Regions from separate parts of the Sus scrofa genome. Here region 2 is linked to region 1. A link is a contact called in public Hi-C data. All regions are on one chromosome and are shown on one strand. Each heading gives the region's core, a stretch centred on a gene start, on an enhancer-like site or on the middle of the called end of the contact. The rest is flanking DNA. Distances are from core to core; before and after follow the strand shown.

Region 1 (2,933 bases), core at 81-2,580:
TTGCCCATCTTCTATTGTTCAGAATTGGCATATGGCTACATGTAATTGCAAAGGGTGATAAGATATGTATTCTTGTGGTGTGTTTCCAGTGGGAAAAGGTAATGGGTTTTGGTGCATATGTGCAGTCTCTGTCACACAGAGGACACGGAATTGAGTGTATTTGGCGCTTTGTTATACAGTGTTGTTTAGGCCCTATGAACTGTTGTTGATAGTTATGGAATATTTAGCAGCTACAGCATAATATGGATAGCTTAATATTGATATGAAAATTATCTTAGAATCTTGAAGTTCTCAAAGCATCCTAGATCAGAAGTCATTTATATACAGGGGTATTATTGACATATTATTATATGTTTCATTGATAGACTTTTATGACACCTGGTAATCAGGCATTGTGTTAAGTGCTAGGCTAATGGAGATCAACAGGATATATTCTTATCATCAAAAAGCTCTCAGTGTTCCAGAGGAGGCAAACATGTACACATGTAACTAAAATACAATCCTTTTATTCTATAATAAAACTCTATATGTTTGGGATTAACATATACACACTCCTATATATAAAATAAATAATAAGAACCTATAGGACTCCTATATATAAAATAGATAAATAATAGGACCGGGAAGAATATTTAACATCTTTTAATAACCTATAATGGAAATGAATCTAAAAAAGAATATATCTGTATTTGTCTGTTCCACATATGGAATATATTTATGGAACTGAAACACTTTGCTCTACACCCAATACAAACACAACATTGTAAATAAACTATATTTCAATGAAAAAAATGGTTTAAAAACTATATATATGCTATATAAGCATAAAAAGGCGAGTTATTATGTCAGTCTTATAGAAAAGTAAACAGGACTGGTGATGGAGAAGTCAGCAATAAAGAATGGAGTCCTGTTTTTGTTTTTTGCTTTGCTATGTAAATGTATTATCTTATTAAATAAGAAATATTATGAGTAGGGGGTTATCAAAATACTAAACATGCCAAACTGAAGAAGTAAAAACAAAACGTATTTTAAAAGGTCAGTGGTTTTTCTAGTTCAATGTTTTAGGAAAGAGATCTTGAAATCTTAAAATCTAGAATGTTCAAACTAAGAAAATCAGCAAATCCGTTTTCCCCCTTTTTGTGGTTTCCATTGTTGACATTGAAGAGGAACTGGAATGAATAAGTTAATGGTCAAAAGTTTGTTTTTGAGATGCCTCCAGTGTGGCGCTTGGGCAACCTCCCATGATGCTAGGTCCCCATTGGGTCTGACGAAGGCAGACATTCATAAGCCTCTCACCGCCAGTGCTTGGAACCCTGCCACCTCATGCGAATAGACAACCACAAGTATTTCATTCCGAATATCAGTACCAGAAGCTAGAAGCATGGAATGCTCACAGTATGCTTTGAACCTCATAATTGTTCCTTGTAATAATAAATTTTTACATTTGAACCTGTGAGTTATCAAGGAAAAAGAAACACAAAGCCACTTTGGTTAAAGGATAGACTTAAAATAACAGGAATTTTGGAGATGGAAAAATACCTCTTTTCTTTGTTGGCCCAAGGATTTATGTTTGGGGAAAAAATGATTCAGAGGTTGATGGCCTTTCTTGGACATTAACAAACTGTAGAACAGTTTGCGTCCCTGACAAAGGATGGTGTGTAAATTCTAATAGGGAGAGGCTGTGACAGAGGAAAAAAAAAGAGCAAAGTCCGGCAGCTCGATGTTTATAAAAAGAGAAACTCTTTGGATTTTTTTTGTAAGGAAAATTTATTATGAAATTATCTTAGCCTTTACTAGAGAGTGAGAACATTTGTTGTCTTTAAACTAGAATACGAATATTTCTGAACGTGATATATCCATACAAACAACAGTTTTTTTCCCAGCCAACTTGTTATACTCAACTCATGCTTATCAGATTCTGACCCTTATACAAATGAATTCCAGATGGGAGAAACAGTCAAACATTTAAACATTAGAAGTCCCGTGACAAAAGAATAAAGAAAAAGTAGACATTCCTCCCCACCCCCAAATTTCTGAAGAGGAGAAATGTGAATGGAAAACATTGACAGTTGGACTTCTGATACGTTTTCAAAATTTTATATGTAAAAAATCAATGGTATTGTAAGGCAAACTAGAGATTACCACAATGGTTGTATCAAACAGGGGAAGGAATTTTTCTCTCTTTTTAATGCCAAATGCAAATTTATAACAAAATAATTAACTATTAGATATATTGTCCAGTGTTGTAGCTGACTTACAAGTGAGCAAATACAAATAATAGACATGCAAATGAGAATGTTTACTTATGTTAACTGTAAAAACACTATCATTAAATTGAGGTCACATTTCACTTATTAAATTACAATAAACATCAGAGGAGAATTTTTAAAGCTAGCAAAAACATCATGGACTGACTTTCCTGCATCACTGAGGGCATTGTAAATTGGTAAAAATGTTTTGGAATTTAACTTGAAATTTTCTGTATTTGTTGATTGAATGAGCTGGGTTCAGAGGTATGAAACTGTAAAATAATTACATTTTTCTTCCACAGTACCCTGTTAAAGTTTTGTGTTGAATCTTCCTTCTTTGCCTTTGGATAGAAACCTCTGGTAAATTAATTCTCAAGTAAGCGGAAGTCCAGTTTGAGGAGTTCCCCGGTGGCCTAGTGTTTAAGAATCCTGCATTGTCACTGCTGTTGTGTGGGTTTGATCCCTGACCCAGGAACTTCCTCATGCTGCAGACAAGGCCAAGAAAAAAAAAGTCCAGTTCGAGATTTAGAAACAAACCAAAAACAAATCCTTCATTATATAATCCTGTTTCAAGCTTCGTCACTAAACTCCTTCTGACTTGGAGCTTGGAATCCTACAGTAGAGAAGGTGGATACTCTGTTATTGTCTGTCTCATTCTTTTGTTCCTCCTCCCTTACCAGCTAT
Region 2 (3,226 bases), core at 110-2,609, 280 kb before region 1:
TCCAAGGATGACAAACTCAATTCAAAGAAATTCCATGGGGTTTGCATTTGGCCTTTATCCTTACTTCTCTTATCAGCACGGAATGACTGCCTAGAACTTGAACTTGTTGCTAGACCCCAGTTGTCTTTTCTTTGTAACTCGAGTTTCTATTTTTAATCAAAGCTTTTGGAGGGGGAGTTCTCCCTCAGTCCACAGAATGATGGAGTTTTACCTGCCAAGGTTACATGCGTGAATTTGCATGGGTTTAAGCTGCTTTCTCATTGGAAGCAAGAGAGCTTTAAAGCTTATATGAGCTCTTTCAGTCTTCTTCAATTGCTAACCACTGGGAACTGTGGCAATTCTAGGTGTTTCTTTAAAGGTCTATGTCTACAGAGGCAGCAGGGCGTCTGTTTTATTAAGGTCTTACAGGAAGCGTTGAAAACCTTCCAATTTCTTTATTGTTATCATCGCCATAATCATCTTCATAATTTTCACCTTCTTCTTCATTATCATCATCAATACTGTCTGAAGAATCCCCTCATTGAACTAATGATTGGTAATCATATTATCCTGGCCTCCTAAACAAAATGAAAAAAAGCGCTTTCCAGAAAATCCAAGTAGCTTCTTTGCCCGCTTGCTCTGTTTCTCTCTGTGCTGATTTCATTTACATGTTCAAAATATCCATGGATTCAAAGGCAGATCCAGTCATGATTCCCGAACAGTTGGTTTCAACAGTCCAGACCCAGCCTGGTCCTTCATTCTGTGTCCCTCTGTTTCTCATATCTCGCTACTTTGCCATTACGAAGGCAGAAGGTCTTTGTTATCGTGCAAGAAGAGGGGAATCACAGCCTCCTGGCCGAGTTGACATCAGAAAGGTTAAGTACACTCTGAAATAGGGCGGAGTGCCTTGTGCCATTTCCCTAGACTTTCTGACATTTAAAAATCAGTTTTCCACTAGATCGAAGAAAGCATTCCCTGGAGGTGAGCTTAGCGAAGACTCTCTTCTTAGAGATGCTCCCTAATTCAGGGCATAATAACTAGAATTCAGGAGCTAGGTCTCTGTGCATGTTTGCTAACAGCTTGGCACACAAAGATTTGTCCAATGAAAGACAGGTAGGCTCGGACCAGTCAATGCCTTGAGAAGCCGTGTAAATCCTACTTCAAGTTCCACAGACTTAGAGACAGGTTTTTCCACCTGACAGCTCTTGGGAGCAGTTTGGCTGCTCCAACTTCTGTCCCAGTTTCCATCATTCGAAATCTGTGAGACTTAGATCCAGGCCTCCTGGAAGACTCATTTATCAAAGGAGCTGAATTTGTTGAGTTGAGGAGATGTTGAAGCTAGGTGGCGCTGGCTGCCACAGGCTGCAAGAGATGCTTTTCTACATGTCAGAACATGCCCTGTGTCCTAGGGACCCAGCTGTGAAACCTTTCCAAGGAGTCTGGTATGAGATGTGGGGAGCCTGATTTGAAACAAATGAGAAATAGAGAAATGGCCCAGCCTTGCTCTTTCCCTATGCAATGTTACCACTCCTGCACGTTAACCGTCCCTTCTGACTTAGAAAGAAGGCACTGAAAGCACAACGTGTATTTATTTACTTTCTAAATAGACTCCTCCTGGTCCTTTGCGATTCTGATACTCTGTTTGGTGCTTTTGGTTTTGCCATCAGCACTGACCAGGAGTTGCACAGGAAACCCAGGAGATCTGAAATAGTCATCGGAAGAGAACTTGGTTTGGGTCCCTTTTCCATTAATGCCTATTTTCCACCAGCCACATAACCTGTGCATGTGGAATATTCCCAATAGCACTGGCTTTCACAAGCTGTAGTGCCTGTCAGGAAATAAAACTGCTTTGGTGGAAAGACCAAAATTATAGCTGAGAACTCAGCAATGTCGAAGGAGCCTTCGGAGCCCGGTGGAATGGAAGAGAACAAAAAAAACGGGCCATGTCAGGGAGGCAGGTTTACCAAAAGGAGATTCTTTTCTCATTTTCTAGTCACATCAGCTGGCCGCATCATCTTCTACAGAGACACTTAGCACAGGAGATTTTAATCTTATAAATCCGGTAACATTTTCTGTCTTGTGAATATGTCTACAAAGTGTTTTATAGGTAGAAATATCAAATCACATTTAGATGTACATTTAAAAAGTTCCATTTCTTGGCAATAACACAGCCATGGTAAAATGACACAGTCATCAAGAATATGCTTTTTTGTTAATATTTCCAACTGTCAGGAAAGATACAGGGCATAGTGTCCATACTTTTGTAATTGGGAAGGTTTTTTTTTGCACAAGAAAAATCGGAGTGTGCTGTTGATTTTTCTTTCTTACTTTTTCTTTTTCTTTTCTTTTTTTTTTTTTCCCGGGACATATTGTCTGGTAAAATGCTTATCCTAATTAATCCCTGAGTGGAAACAGGCCTACAGGCTGGCAGAGGGGTCATAAGCTTTAATTTTTTTTTCATTGGTCTCAGAGCTGCTGGAATCTTTATACCAAAGCAAGTAGCTTTGGCTCAGGTTAATATTTCTACTTCTGCTCAGGGCCCCCCCCCACCCACGCCCCCCTCCGCAAAAGGGAGCCCATTGAAGAGAATTTCTTTGCCTGAAAAAGTACACAATTTCCCTTGACCTGTCTTTCATCATCACCTCTCCCCCACTGAACTCATGCATCTATTCGTAAACTCTTGTTTTAACCCATGGTAGGGAGAAATAAGCGTTCCTAGCGTGTTAGGGACGGAGGACTTCGTGCAAAAGGAAAGGGGTTGAGAATTTCAGCTTTGCTCCTGCTGTGGAAATGGACTTCAGCCTTATCTAGATAGAAAGGGTCGCAGTAAACTCAGAGGAGAAAATAGGCTCAAAAACGGTGGACAGCTAGCTCATTCTTCTTGTTTATTACTGTATTTCTGGCACCCGGTACAGAACCTGGCATCTACTAAGTGCTTCTTAGCTAAGTTCCTTTTTGTTTTTGTTTTTTGTTTTTTTTTGATATCTGCTTCCACATTCCAAAGATAGGAGGCTCTCTGTTACCTTGGACTGGATGCGAGATGGTTGATCAAATACTAAACCAGTTGTATTGAGCAGCAGCTATAGGCAGAGCTGTAGTAGAAGCTAGGGGGCTGACTAATAATGACAAATTAATACAGGCTCTCTAGAGGTTACCTAGAAATAGATAACTGCCCATTTGGGAGGAGATGTTCTTGGACACTGCCTGACAGCCACCTGCCTCAGGATCCAGCAGTGTTTCCATCTCT

The links. A called contact is a pair of places that touch in the nucleus more often than the background predicts.
Region 2: a contact with region 1 is called in a Hi-C map of embryonic fibroblasts, with 2.4 times the contacts expected there. The contact joins two enhancer-like sites. A contact is called at or near these places in 1 of 47 Hi-C or Micro-C datasets (embryonic fibroblasts) and 1 of 2 datasets of contacts at active chromatin or transcription factors (skeletal muscle).

Annotation. Positions count from the first base shown.
Region 1 is chr12:10,549,823-10,552,755 of Sscrofa11.1, reverse strand. No RefSeq gene overlaps it. Among named protein-coding and RNA genes, the nearest start is that of KCNJ16, 13 kb to the right of the region's middle. Within about 2 kb of position 1,330, at least 5 of the 83 cell types and tissues checked have an H3K27ac peak or open chromatin away from gene starts, as enhancers often do. A contact at or near this core is called in embryonic fibroblasts, where this site is marked.
Region 2 is chr12:10,833,709-10,836,934 of Sscrofa11.1, reverse strand. No RefSeq gene overlaps it. Among named protein-coding and RNA genes, the nearest start is that of MAP2K6, 180 kb to the left of the region's middle. Within about 2 kb of position 1,359, at least 5 of the 83 cell types and tissues checked have an H3K27ac peak or open chromatin away from gene starts, as enhancers often do. A contact at or near this core is called in embryonic fibroblasts, where this site is marked.